2 separate regions of the Sus scrofa genome follow, and region 1 is linked to region 2. The links are chromatin contacts, called in public Hi-C maps. All regions are on one chromosome and are shown on one strand. Each heading gives the region's core, a stretch centred on a gene start, on an enhancer-like site or on the middle of the called end of the contact. The rest is flanking DNA. Distances are from core to core; before and after follow the strand shown.

Region 1 (7,831 bases), core at 3,138-5,637, 150 kb after region 2:
TTATATGTGATGAAACAAGGTTAATGGAATAATCAAAACTGCACTTATAGACTAGAGCCCAGGTTCCTCCTTCTCAAGCCACAAAATTGCAATCCATTCCAAAAGCGGGCACACCTATATAGGAGGAGCATTTTAAAGACATTTCTTTATTCTCTCAAATAAAAGCTATTTGGGGGAAACAATTTCATTTAAATGAGGAAATGTCCACACACACAGATACCTATTCATTTCCTCACTTCCTATTTTGAAGGTGAGTCTCACCAGCCACCCAGAATGTCTGAATCTCTACTCCATCCATAGGTGAGGTCCCCATCATTTCTCTCTAAAATGATTGCAACAGGTTTTTAATGCTATCTGCTGTCTCCAGCCTCCCCTCCCCCAGCCTTTTGTCCATTCTCTGCATTTCAGCTAGACTGAACTTTCTAAAAGGCAAAATCTGATTACAATCCTTCTGACTGCTCCAAAACTTTTCAATGTCTTTAAATTTTTCTTTTTAAAATTTTTTATTATAGTTGATTTCCAGTGTTCTGTCAATGTCCACTGTACAGCAAAGTGACCCAGTCGTACATTTATACACACTCTTCTTCTCACATTATCTTCCATCGTGTTCTATCACAAGTGATGGAATATAGTTCCCTGTGCTCTACAGCAGGACCTCATTGCTAAATGTAATCATTTGCATCTATTAACACCAAACCTTGGCTCTTTGTCTCAAATTCACATTCCTTAAAATGTCCTCCAAGACCCTGTAGAATCTGGCTCCTGCTTTTGGTCCAGTCTTATCTCCTGACCCTTCACAACCACTCCCCCTGATCCCCTTTGCTCAATGACCCACCCAGAGCAAACTTCTTTCATTTGTTCCTCTCTTCTACAGGCTGTTTCCTGTGCTAGAAATGGCTTTCCCTTCCCTTTTCACAAAGCCAACTTTTATTTATCCTGGGTTTAGTTGTGGGAGGGCTTCCTGGAGCCCCAGAGTCAGTGGTCCCTCTCCTGTACTCCCACAGCACGATGTGCCTTACTCTGCATTTCTCTCTCTGGACTGTGGGCTTTCTTGTCTGTACTTCCTCCACCACACAAAACTATGGGGTAGAGACTTCTTCTCCTATGTTTTATCCACACATGAAGCATGGGACGCACACAATCACAACTTTTTGAATAGATGATGTTTGATGCTGTTTGATACCTCTATCTGTGCTTATGTGGTGCACTTGAGCCAGAAGAGAAGGGGGTAGGGCACAACCTACCAAGATGGTGGAACATTCAACTTCCAGTGGATCTTGAGCTTTATTATACACTCATTGTAACACGTTAGCTGAATGACACACCCACAGGCACCATGACAGTTCCGAGGCCAATGGTAAAAGGCCAAAAAGTAGGCAGAGGCCCAGTTCCTGGAAATCCCCATCTCTCCCCCAAGTAGTTATAGTAATCCTCCCACTCACTAGCCTATGAAATTATTCAACCTATAAAAACTAACCACCCCCACACCTCAGGGAGCTCTCGGGACTTTTCAAATGGTTCACACTCTGCCTATGGAATGTGTATCTCCCTAAATAAACCTGCTAAGCCTGCTTAATTCTCAGGGTAGAGCCCCCTTACCTGATCAACTTGTATCCCTCACGAGTGTCCTATATTAATAAATCTACTTCTTGCCTGTCACTTTGCCTCTCACTGAATTCTTTCTGTGCTGAGACATAAAGAATCTGAGCTTCAGTAAATCCTGACCATTTTAATTAAAAAAACAGTGGGTTCAAGTTCCAGCTTGTGAGTTCAAGTCCCAGTTTGAGTTTTGGCTAGATTCAAGCCCCACATCTGAGTTATGCAGTTTCACACTGTGAACAAATTAGAACCCAAGAGAAGCATGGCCACTTTCTTCTTCTTTTACAGAATGGATTTGGAGGCTGTTCTCAGACTCATTATGATTCCTAAATCATCTATTCATTCAATAAAATCATGCAGTGAACACTTGGGAGGACCAGGAATATTCTATATGCTAGATACAGCAATAAACAGAACAACACAAATCCATAGCCTTGTGAAGTTTGATGTTATGGGAATATCACACGGCCGCCAGCCTCCTCTTCCCCACCAGGCCTCCCCAAGACCAACATGGCATCTTGCTGGAATCTTCCCTGACTACTCATGAGTCTTTTGGTTTAGGACACCATGTTTTATAATCATCCTTCTAGTTTCTATTTCATTTTTCTTTTTAAACATTTTACCATGGAAGATTTCAAACATATGCAAAAGCAGAGAGAATGGGATAACAAAACCCTGTGTACCTAACACATCAACGACTGGCCACGTTGTCTCATTTATGCTGTATATACACTTTTTCACTGCCCACTGGATTACTCTGAAGCAGTCCAGTCATTTCATCCATAAATCCCTTCTGAAGGGAGAGGGTTTCCATATGGACTTGGAGACTGGATAGGTCATAGACAGGTGAAGAGAAAGCAGTGTGGCATCCTAAGTGGGAATGAAACTGCAAAGAAAGATTTGGACAGGAGATGAAATTGTATGTATAGAGGCAGGAGGAAGTGATTCTACATGGACAGAATCTTGGACAGATCAGGTGGAAATAATTATGAAAGTTTCAAATGCCTGTCTGAGGATGAGGGTTCCTACAGAGAAGGTTTGTTTTATTTTTCTAATTTTTAAATTTTTTTGGCTGCATCCACAGCATGCAGAACTTCCTGGGCCAAGGGTCAAACCCTCGCCATAGAAGTGACCTGAATGACTGTTGTGACAATTCCATATCCTTAACCCATTAGGCAGCCAGGGAACTCCCCAGAGAAGGTTGAAAGTCCATATATGTGGAATTGAAAATATGATACAAATGAACCTATCTACAAAACAGAAACAGACTTACAGACAGAGAACACACTTGTGGTTGCCAAGGAAGGGACAATGGGGAAGAGAAGAATTTGGGAATTTAGGATTAGCGGATGCAAACTAGGATGATTGGATAAACAACAAGGTCCTACTGTATAACACAGGGAATTATATTCAATATCCTGTAATAAACCATAAAGGAAAAGAATATGAATAAGAATGTAAAAATTATAACTGAATCACCTTGCTGTGCAGCAGAAATAAACACAACATTGTACATCAACTATACTTCCATTTAAGAAAAAAAGACTGAGGAGTTCCCATTATGGCACAGAGGAAACAAATCTGACTAGTATCCATTAGGACGTAGGTTCAATCCCTGGCCTCGCTCAGTGGGTAAAGGATCTGGCATTGCTGTGAGGTATGGTGTAGGCCACAGACACGGCTTGGATCCTGTGTTCTGTGACTGTGGAATAGACCAGTGGTTACAGCTCCAATTGGACCCCTACCCTGGGAAGCTCCATATGCATCAGGTGCGGCCCTAAAAAAACAGACAAAAAGACAAAAAAAAAAAGATCGAAAGTGCAGAATTCAGTGCTTGGATAGTTAGAATGGTTAAGGAAAGAATAAGAGATGGCTACAAGGTTTTGTGTCTGGTGAGCTTGGATGCCTGAAGTGTCATCTACAAAGTCAAAGACAATGAGAAGAAGAATCTCTTTGGGAGATTATGAGTTTTATTTTGGATTTAATAAAATAATATTGTTATTATTAATATTAACTATTAGGATGTCCAAACATAATATCTAGGAGTCTGTTAGAGATGCAGGCTTGGAACCTGGTGAAAGTGAGAGAGAAGAATTCATTCATCTTAAATTGATAGTTGACATATGTTTGATGTATGGAGGATGGAAAGGGAAAAAGGGAGAGAAGATGGGAAGGGAGAGGAACAGGGAGGGGAAGAGAGAACAGGAGAAATGAGGTAAGGAGAGAAAAGGTGAGGAAAAGGAGAAAGTCAGGAGGAGGAGAAATCATGGCTATGACAGGAAAAAAAAAAATCAAAGTACCAGGACAGTAAAATAATCTCAGAAGTCAAAGAGAAGCATCTTTCTAAAAGAAAAAAGAATTGGTCATTAGTGAGACACCAGTGGTCGGAAAGCCACTGAATATGCATGACGTCATGCACTGTACATTCACAGCACACACAAGGCCACATTCAATCTGCTGACCTTAAGGGCAGAGCACAAGGCACATTTGTTCCCTACCCCCACCTCTCCAGCCCTGGCCTCTGAAGAGAAGAGGAAGTCTGAACTGAGAGAGTTTTAATTTTGAATCAAACTAGTTGTTAGCAGTGTTGTGAAATAGGCTAATTTTCAGAAACTGAGATACGCATTTCTGCTTATGGTCACTGAGTAAGTAGATAGTGGATAACAGGCTTGGGAGAAAAATAGGCCCCCAATTTGGCATCAAGGATGAAGTGGCAAAGCCCCAGACTCACCAAAGTGGAAGAACCAACCCAGCTTAGAATGAGTCGTAACCCAACTGTGACTCAAACTGGGCTTACTTAGGCCATCTGGGTGTCTGTTTTGGTGACTTCTGGAAAAAATAAAGTTAATATAGAACCTTCTTAGACAAACCAAACTCCTGTAAATCACATCAGTCATGGGAAATTTTGTCATGGCCTGGATTAGGTGGCATTACGAAAGCAAACAGAAGGGAGATGATTTTAAAAAGAGTCAGAGGAATTGGGATTTGTCTGTGTATTAGGAGAATCTTATAGAAGAGAGGTGACTGGGTTCTGGAAAATTGGCAGTGCCAATATAGAAAGAAATGAAACTATATGGAGGAGGTTATAGGTCCATCAGATTGCTTTGTTCATTTAATTATTCTTTTAATATGATATCACTTATATCTGGAATCTAATATATGGCAGAAATGAACTTTCCACAGAAAAGAAACTCATGGACTTGGAGAACAGACTTGTGGTTGCCAAGGACAAGGGAGAGGGAGTGGGATAGACTGGGAGTCTGGGGTTAATAGATGCAAACTATGGCATTTGGGTGGATAAGCATTGAGATCCTGCTGTATAGCACTGGGAATTATATCTAGTCAATTGTGATGGAGCATGATGGAGGATAATGTAAGAAAAAGAATGTGTATATGTATGTATGTATGTATGTGTGTGTGTGTGTGTGTGTGTGTGTGTGAGACTAGGTCACCTTGCTGTTCAGTAGAAAATTGACAGAACACTATAAACCAACTATAACAGAAAAAATAAAAATCATTATAAAAAATATTCTTTAAGAATTGTTGTTTCCTTTTTTTCCTTATTCTGTGTTTTTTCCTGGTAAAATTTTTATGATTTTACCAGGATTTTTCCTGTTGTTTTTTAAACTATGTTTATTTAGAGATAACTTGGATTTTAATTATTCACCGAAGGAGTTTCCACTGTGACACAGCAGAAATGAATCTGACTAGAATCCATGAGGATTCTATGCCTTGCTCAGCGGGTTAAGGATCCAGTGTTGCATGAACTGTGGTGTAAGTCACAGACAGGCTCAAATCCCACATTGCTGTGGCTGTAGCATAGGCTGGCAGCTATAGCTCTCATTCAACCCCTAGCCTAGGAACTTCCATATGCCATGGGTGTGGCCCTAAAAAGAAAAAAGAAAAAAAATTCACCGAGAACTTATTTTTTTCTTTATTTTTAAAATCCTTTAATGATAGAAAATTTCAAACTTAGAAGTAGATAGAATAGTAAAATGAACTCATATGTACCTACTATTCAGTTTCACAATCTATCAGCAGTTTTCAAAAAATCTATTCTCCTCTTCCCCCCTCCTTTTTTTTTTTCTTCTTCCTGGAGTATTTTAAAGCAAATCTCAAACCTCATATGGAGGAAGTCACCTGAAAATACTTAGGTATGCATATATCTTTCATTGTTAAGAATTTTTAAAAATTGGCAACCATGATGTTTTGATAACAATACAAATTAAAATAATTTCTTTATATAACTGAATACTAAGTATCTCTTCAAATTTCCCTAATTATCTCAGATGTACTTTATAGTATGTTTGCTCAAATCAGGATCCAAAGAAGGTCCATGCACTGGTTTTGGTTATTCTATCTTTTAAATATCATTTATTCTCTAAAAATCCATCCCTTTATTTTTTAATAAATAAATTTATTTGAGAAACTAGCTCTTTTGGCTTATAAAATACTTCGATCAGGATTAGTTAATTGGATCTTAGTGGTCTTGTTTAAAATGTTCTTTTTTCCTCTTGTTTTCTGTAAACTGGTAGCTAAACCTACTGACTTAGCAAGATTCAGGTTTGATTTTTTTTTTTTTTTTGCAAGAAAAGTTCCTAAGTGGTGGTGTGCTTTTCCTATTGTAAAGCACCATCATATAGTCCAGCTGTTTTACTTTCAATGATAACCGAGATTTGTCAGCGGGATTCAAGTGATAGCAGTCTAATATTTCCATTATGAAGCTCTTCATTGACTTTTAACCTAATTGTTTTAGCAAACACTGATAATTGTTGTCTAAATTGATTATTTTATTAGCAACTGCAAAACGGTGATTTTTATGATTTTATCATTCCTTCTGTACTCACTGGTTGAATTATTCTATAAAGAACTTTTCCTTATCAGTAATTTGGTTACCGTGAAATACAGTACTGAAATACAAGGCAGGATAAAATCTTTGATAGTTCCCTTTTCAATACATTTTTTAGTAAAGATTTGGTGCCCTAGTGTCTTCCAAAGGTGAGCAATGTCATTTTTTTTTTCCTTTGGTCCTTTTAGGGCTGCACCCGCAGCATATGGAGATTCCCAGGCTAGGGGTCTAATCGGAGCTGTAGCCTCCAGTCTACACCACAGCCACAGCAATGAGGGATCTGAGCTGCATCTGTGACCTACACCACAACTCAGGGCAACGGCGGATCCTTAACCCACTGAGCAAGGCCAGGAATTGAATCTGCAACCTCATGGTTCCTAGTTGGATTTGTTAACAACTGAGCCATGACAGGAACTCCACAGTGACACTTTTTAAATCATTATAAACTCATGAATTTTTAGTTCTCTGATGTGTTCTAACTCTTTTTCATGTTCAAATGGCTCCATCTTTGGCCAATGGGAGCCTCGTAAGGATGGCTTTTTTGTCCTTTTGATGTGGCTGCTTCGAAAGATGGATTGTTTCTTCTTTGACATAAAATAATACCCCAGACTCACCTTTTAACTCCTGCTCTAGAAGTGGAATTTTCTTAAAAAGTTCTGATTCCTCTTAGTGGGGAATGGCATTTAGAGACCATAATCTGAATGCTTGTGGTGCTTTTCTACTACTAAATTTATTGCCTCTAGGCCTTTCAAGAGACAGAGCAATGAAATATGTACTTTTACATTATTATAAGAGAAAAAAAAATGAATTCATACTGATATCCCCTATTCAAATATGAGATTATGGGATTTTTACTTAATTCCTTTGATTTTATACTCATTTTAGTAATCTTACTGTTATCAGTAATACTGATGTTTTAGTATCTTTTATTTTTGATTCAACAGCCAAGGTTCACTAGACTTTTAAGAAAATTTGAACTTCGAAAATAGAAACAATAAAGGGAAGAAAAAATAAATCAGTGCAGGGGAAAAAAACCCTATAATTAGTATCCTCAGAGACACAAGAGATGATGTTGCCTCCATGGAATCATTACAAAGAAATCTTAACCTACAGTAAATGTGTTGTAAACTAAAAGTAATAAGTAATTACCTTTGGTTAACATAGAAACAAAATTGTTTGGCAAGGGGAAAACAAGATACAAATACAAAACAAGTTAAGGAAAACTCTTGTATTCCTAAGTTTAAATTGGAACTATCAATAAGAACTTATTTTTTTCTCATCTTAAATGTATATATTTTGCATTGTTTACTCTGAAAAACCTGTAAAACAATGACAATTTAGTAACAAAGAACATCCCTCATGCCCAAATGGTGGTCTCTAAAT
Region 2 (7,135 bases), core at 2,446-4,945:
CACACCATGCACAAAAATAAACTCAAAATGGCTTAAAGACTTAACTGTAAGGCAAGACACCATCAAGCTCCTGGAAGAGAACATTAGCAAAACATTCTCTTATATAAAGCATACAAATGTTTTCTTAGGTCATGTTTCCCAGGGCAACAGAAATAAAAGCAAAAATAAACCAATGGGACCTAATCAAACTGAAAAGATTTTTCACAGCAAAGGAAACCATAAAAAAAAAATAAAGACAACCTAGGGAATGGGAGAAAATAGTTTCAAACAATGCAACTGACAAGGGCTTAACCTCTAAAGTATACAAACTTATACAACTCAACAGCAGAAAAACCAACGACCTAACTGAAAAATCAGCAAAAGAGCTGAATAGACATTTCGCCAAAGAAGACATCCAGATAGCCAACAGACACACGAAAAAATGCTCAACATCCCTGCTTATTAGAGAAATGCAAATCAAAATTACTATGAGGTACCACCTCACACCAGTCAGAATGGCCATCGTTAACAAGTTAACAAATAAGAAATGCTGGAGAGGGCATGGAGAAAAGGGTACTGTCCTACACTGTTGGTAGGAATGTAAATTGGTACAACCACTATGAAAAACAGTATGGAGGTACCTCAAAAAACTAAATATAGAACTACCATATGACCCAGCAGTTCCACTCTTGGGCATCTATCCAGATAAAACTTTCATTGAAAAAGGCACATACACCCCTATGTTCATTGCAACATTATTCACAACAGCCAAGACATGGAAACAACCGAAATGTCCATCGACAGAGGAATGGATTAAGATGTGGTCCATACACACCATAGAATACTACTCAGCCATACAAAAGAACAAAATAATGCTATTTGCAGCAACATGGATGGAACTAGAGACTCTCATACTAAGTGAAGTCAGTCTGAAAGAGAAAGACAAATGCCAATGATATCACCTATATCTAATATATGGCACAAATGAACCTTTCCACCGAAAAGAAACTCATGGACTTGGAGAACAGACTTGTGGTTGCCAAGGGGGAGGGTGTGGGATAGACTGGGAGCTTGGGGTTAATAGATGCAAACTATTGCATTTGGAGTGGATAGGCAATGAGATCCTGCTATAGAGCACAGGGAACTATATCCAGTCACTTGTGATGGAACATGATGGAGGATGAGAAAAAGAACATATGTGTATTATATATAAATATGTATTACATATATATAGTATATATATGAGTCACTTTGCTGTACAGTAGAAATTGACAGAACACTGTAAATAAACTATAATGGAAAACATAAAAATCATTAAAAAAAAAAAAAGCTTTGTCCTCTGCTCAAGTCTGGTGGTCCCTTGCAGCATTCCTCATGTCTACATCCTCTTCCAACCTCCTCACACCTGGGGGTGATGACAAGAGAGTTTCAAGTACCTGATCATTTAGGGCTCTGAAATAGAGATACAAGGTCAGGAACAAACAACTGAGGTTTTTTTGTTTTTTTTTTACATTAAAGTATCAATTCCAGGAAAAAATTTAAAATCACTTTTTCCTACTCTTTTTTAAAAAATTTTATTTATTTATTTTTATGGCTGCACTTGTGGTATATGGAAGTTCCTAGGCCAGGTAGTGAATCTGAGCCGCAACTTTGACCTATGCTGCAGCTGTGGCAACGCTGGATCCTTTAACCCACTGCACTGGGTTGGGGATCAAACCCATCCCTCCACATTGACCTGAGCTGCTGCAGTTGGATTCTTAACCCACTCTGCCACAGTGGGAATTCCTGCTTTCCCCCACTTTTTAAAGAAATAACATTATCTGCAATTGCATATAAGCATTCCTTTATTATTTCCCCTTCCTTGACTGGTTCATATTTCTTCGTATTTTTTGGCTAGTATTTTGTTAACTATATAGCTAGCATATACCATGGTATATTACAGCTTTTTTCTTTTTTCTGTTTTTGTTGTTGTTGTTTCGTTTTTTGGTTTTTTTTTTTTTTTTTTTTTTTTTTGCTTTTTAGGGCAGTATATGGATGTTCCCTGGCTAGGGGTCAAACTGGAGCTGCAGCAGCTGGCCTACACCACAGCCTCAGCAATGTGGGATCCAAGCTGCATCTTTGACCTACACCACAGCTCAGGGCAACACTGGATCATTAACCCACTGAGCAGGGCCAGGAAGCAAATCGTCATCCTCATGGATACTAGTCGGGTTTGTTACTTCTGAGCCACAAAAGGAACTCACTGGAGCTGATTTTTTGATTCAATCAGTAGGCATCTTATTTGGAAAATACAGACTGTCTCACAGTGCCTCCTTAAAGCTGTATTCTGACCTGAAAGCACACTTTGTACTTCTCGTTATTTATCACTTTCTAACTCTAGATTATAAGTATTTATTTACATGTCTAATTTTGCTTTTATACTTGAATATCCTGAAAATATCTCACTCATTTGTATGGCCCACAAGTACCAGCACAGTGTTTAATTATAATCTGTTGAAATAAAATGAAGCATATAAAGTTGGCTTGCCTCCAAGAACATCAATAGCTCCCCTTAGCATGGCATGAAAGGTCGTTTTTGATCAGGCCCTGGTCTTTGGCTAAGTCTCATCCACTGTCATTCTCTTCTACCCTCCAACTTCCATAAGCTCTAGCCACTCTGGCCCAGCTGCTGTTCACTCCTTTACTTTGTATGTCTTCTTCCCTCAATGCAAGCTACCCTTTTGATGGTATGGCAAACTCCTCACCATCTTCAAGCCATAGTTCAGACTTGTTTGTTTTGTCTTCCCTCAACAACCTTTTAAACTTCAGGAGAGTACGGGCCTGGTAGGTCTTGCTCACTGCTGTCTCTCCAGTGTATGAATGCAGATTGGGGGAATGAAGAAGCATATTAATATATAAATTGAAGTTTTGATTATTTCAAAGGCAGCAGGAACCCACAAAAGGATACTAAGCATTAAACGGTAATGAACAGGTTTTTGTTTCAGAAAATCACTATCATTGCTGACTGTGATGGTGGGAGTGGAGTTGGGAGGATTGGAAAAAGCAAGACTGGCCCTAAGAAATAAGATAGAATAAGCAAAAATGATGAAGGCCTGATTTGAGGTAGCATCAGTGAGGTTGGGAGGAGGAGAGGGATTTGAGAAAGACATGAGAGACAGAACAGCATGAATTAATGAAGTATTGGATGTTGTAATTGAGGTTGATAGGGAGTGAAGGATAAGTCCAGGTTTTTGGCTTCAAGATTCCATAGCTGCTAGTGATGTCTGGAACTATTATACAGTATTATATTTGTTTGTTTACCTGTCGATCACTCCCTACTTAGTGAGAAAGGGACCTTGCTAAAAAGTCTTTTTTATTAGCAGCGTTAGAAGGAGGCATGTAATAATTCAATGAATGGGTGAATACGCTGAAAATACTAAACAGATTATACGATTCAATAAGAGGCATGGCGATAGCAGAATCTAAGTATACCGTGCTCTGCGGGGTGTATCAACACCGCGAGGAAAACAACAGGTAACCGGCCACTAAGTTGCATTCTGCCTAATGCACAACTAGTAAGCTGACAATAAAGTTTATTTGAGCGTCGACGTGCCTCAACGTGGCCCCGCCTCCCCAACCGGAGCTACGATTGGTGGGCATTGGCCGGCGGCTGCCGATCCTAAAGCCAGGATTGGCTAAGGCCGCCGTCATTTCGGAGCGTCCCGGCTCCCGACGCCCTCTCGCCGCGTCGTCGGTGCCTGCGCCGCTCGCTCTTCCTCGGTTCTCCCCTCCCGGCTGAAGACCGGGGACCGGAGCGAGCAGACTGGGACCATGTTCCGACGCAAGCTGACGGCCCTCGACTACCACAATCCTGCTGGCTTCAACTGCAAAGGTGAGGCGGCGGCCTTGGGCCGGCCGCGTGTCAGTGACCCCGCGGGCCACCGCTCCCTCGGCGCCGGCATCCGGGCACGCTACCCGGGCCGTTCGCGGCCTTGTCTCCCCGGGACTTATCTTCTCCCACCCGCCGGGCACCTGAAGCTTCCTTGGCTTCAGAGCCCCGTCACCCGTTCTTTGTGTCCTTGCTAAACTCCGGACACCACTCTCACCTCCTGCCCGCACCCTCAGCTCTCTAGAGGGAAAGTCTTTTTTTCTCTTAGCCCTCAATGCGCTGGTTGCCGGGTCACAGGGTGACGCCGTGAGCACCTGCTGGGGGCCAGCGCAGTGCTGGAATCCGAGGAAGATGCGGCGTAACTTGAACACCAGTTAGTTCACTGCCTGCCAGGAACTAAGGGGTCGGGGTGGGCAGTGAGAACCCACCGAGCAGTTTGAGCTCAAATGTTAATGAGGTCCTGGGCTGGCAGTGTTGGGATACACGCGTATAATAACGGGCTAATTACAGTGTGTGGGTCGTGCAAAAAAAGTTAGCAGCAGCTGAATGGGGCGGTTGAATTGTAAATACGAAGGTATTTGGGATTTCACAGTGTTAAAATTGTAGAAGAAAAAAAAGTATTAAGATTGCTACCCCACTGTTACACAGCTACTACCCACCACTACTTGTTTTTTTTCCAGAATTCTTAGCCTGTAGTAGACTAGTAAGTTTGAAAGTGTTCAAGTACAACCTGGCATGTTCAGAAGATGGTGAAATTCTCAAGACTTCATAATTTGAATTCCAGCTTGAATTTTGAAATTGAAAATAATTTCCAAGCAGTCTAACAGTGTTTTGTTGATCTCCTGTAGAAGCATGTCAATTTATAGACTCTTGTTTTTCTACTTTGCCTTTTATTTAACAAAAAAGGTTCAAGGCAGTAGAGCTTAGAGCTGGATTTCAAATCTTTGAGCCTCAATTTTCACACTTGTGCGATAAGGATATTCCTACCGCAAGAGAATGTGAGGTACATGAACACCTATGAACTTTTTCATGAATGGTTTTAATATGCTGTAATAGTAAACAGTAGTAGTTGACTGTATCGCCTTTGTATTTATCATTTAATTTGACATCCCCCCCCCCTTCTTTTTACTGCTGCATCTGTGGCATATGGAAGTTCCCAGGCTAGCTGTTGAATCAGAGCTGCAGCTACCAGCCTACACCACAGCCACGGCAATACCAGATCTGAGCCACATCTGCAGCCTATGCCTCAGGTTGTGCCAATGCTGGATCCTTAATCCACTGAGCAAGGCCAGGGATTGAATCGAATCTTCACAAAAACGTCAGGTCTTAACCTGTTGAGCCACATGGGAAAACCATCCTTTAATTTCTTGTACTTTATTATTGCTGTAAATTTAATGTTTTCCAATTCTTCCTCCTCCCTTCCCCAAAGGAACTTGGAAAATAACTGATATTTTAATAGCAAAACTATGTGCCAGATACTTTTAATCTTTAAATAATTTACTTAACCTTCATAACAGCCCTGTGAGGTAAGTCCTGTTATTCCCCCCCCCCCCGCCTCCCTCCCCCCGTTTTGTAACTCAGGAGTCTGAGGCACAAGAAATTTAGGTAATTAGCCTAAGTTCACATAATCACAAGATGTGTGTAGTCAGAATTTGAATTCAGGCCAGGATAGGAACAGAACATTTTTTAGATCTGTTAATTCAAAGTCTGCACTTTCAGGAGTTCCTGTCGTGGCGCTGTGGTAAACGAATCCTACTAGGAACCATGAGGTTGCGGGTTCGGTCTCTGCCCTTGCTCAGTGGGTTAAGGATCCGGCGTTGCCGTGAGCTGTGCTGTAGGTTGCAGATGCGGCTCGGATCCTGCGTTGCTGTGGCTCTGGCATAGGCCGGCGGCTACAGCTCCGATTCGACCCCTAGCCTGGGAACCTCCATATGCTGCGGGAGAGGCCCAAAAAAATGGCAAAAAGACCAAAAAAAAAAAAAAAAAAAAAAACCAAAGTCTGCACTTTCAGCTCCTACATCAAGCAGCTCAAGTAACTTACTATTTTGGAGTTAAAAAAATTCCATAAGACTATTTATTTTTGGAAAAGGAAGTGCTTTACTTATAGTGCTTTGAGTGATTTATATCATGTTTTTATTGCAGATGAAACAGAATTTAGAAACTTTATTGTTTGGCTTGAAGACCAGAAAATCAGACACTACAAGATTGAAGACAGAGGTAATTTAAGAAACATCCACAGCAGTGACTGGCCCAAGTTCTTTGAGAAGGTAATGGATTAGAAAGTAAAGTTAAAAGTACAGAGAACTTGTCTAAAAATTGTACTAAGACAAGCAAGCTTAAAATTTCCTTGTTTTTCTAAAATACTTAATAATGATCAGTGTTAGAAAAGCCAGATTTCAGGGATTTAACTTTTTTCTTTTCCATATTTCTTCTGTTTTTAAAGCAAATGATATTATCTCTTCCTATCAAGTATTTAGTACTAGCTAGAAATAATTTTGTTCCAAAACACTGAGGCTTCTTAAGTAAACAGAGATATATATTTTATAAGTGGTAAAAATGGCCAAAATCATAATTTTTACATTAAAAATATAGTAGAAATACACTTAAATATTTTATTAAAACAAGGCATTGTTGGAGTTCCTGCTGTGTACAGCAAGTTAAGGATCCAGCATTGTCTCTGCAGCAGCATAGCTCACAGCTGTGGCTTGGATTTGGATTCATTCCCTAGCCCAGGAACTTTTATATGCCACAGTAGGAGCCAAAAGAACAAAACAAAACAAACATTATTGGCATGTGTGAAAACTAAGATTATGTCTTGTTTATGCTTATATTTAACATACAGAGTTGTCCCATGTGTACAAAGGAAATAATCCTAAAAAAATCTGGATTAAAAAAATAATTATTTTTGTGTCTGGAATGATTTTCCCATTGATTTAGTTTAATTTTACTATCATTTTTGCAGAAAAGAGTTGTTCTCAAATTAGAAAAAAAATCACATTTTACAATATCAGTATTTACATTAATCATTTTCATCAGCTCTTTTACTTTGATGAGTAAGATCTTTAAGAATATGAAATGTGACTGGATTTTTCATTTGCTGAAGCAGAGTGTTTAGGTACCTAACTTTTCCTTAGAGATTTTATGAATTAGGGGATTATGTAGGTTCACACTAGTTCTCGACAATGGGCAACTTTATTAATAAATGGGATAACAGTGGTACCTATCTTGTAGGAGTGGCATGTATTGTTAATGAATGATATATACCTATGTGCCTGTTCACTGAGGTGC

The links. Hi-C and Micro-C count contacts between places; a contact is called where the count stands out from the background.
Region 1: a contact with region 2 is called in a Hi-C map of embryonic fibroblasts, with 5 times the contacts expected there. The contact joins the enhancer-like site here to the promoter of C1H14orf166 in region 2. A contact is called at or near these places in 5 of 5 promoter capture datasets (fetal liver, fetal skeletal muscle, liver and 1 more), 28 of 47 Hi-C or Micro-C datasets (adipose tissue, alveolar macrophages, blood and 16 more) and 1 of 2 datasets of contacts at active chromatin or transcription factors (skeletal muscle).

Annotation. Positions count from the first base shown.
Region 1 is chr1:181,826,609-181,834,439 of Sscrofa11.1, forward strand. No RefSeq gene overlaps it. Among named protein-coding and RNA genes, the nearest start is that of NID2, 57 kb to the left of the region's middle. Within about 2 kb of position 4,388, at least 10 of the 83 cell types and tissues checked have an H3K27ac peak or open chromatin away from gene starts, as enhancers often do. A contact at or near this core is called in embryonic fibroblasts, where this site is marked.
Region 2 is chr1:181,677,673-181,684,807 of Sscrofa11.1, forward strand. It overlaps C1H14orf166 (chromosome 1 open reading frame, human C14orf166), which reads left to right and starts at 3,696. Exons shown (of 8, transcript NM_001243494.1): 1 at 3,696-3,850; 2 at 5,990-6,114. The coding sequence starts at 3,790.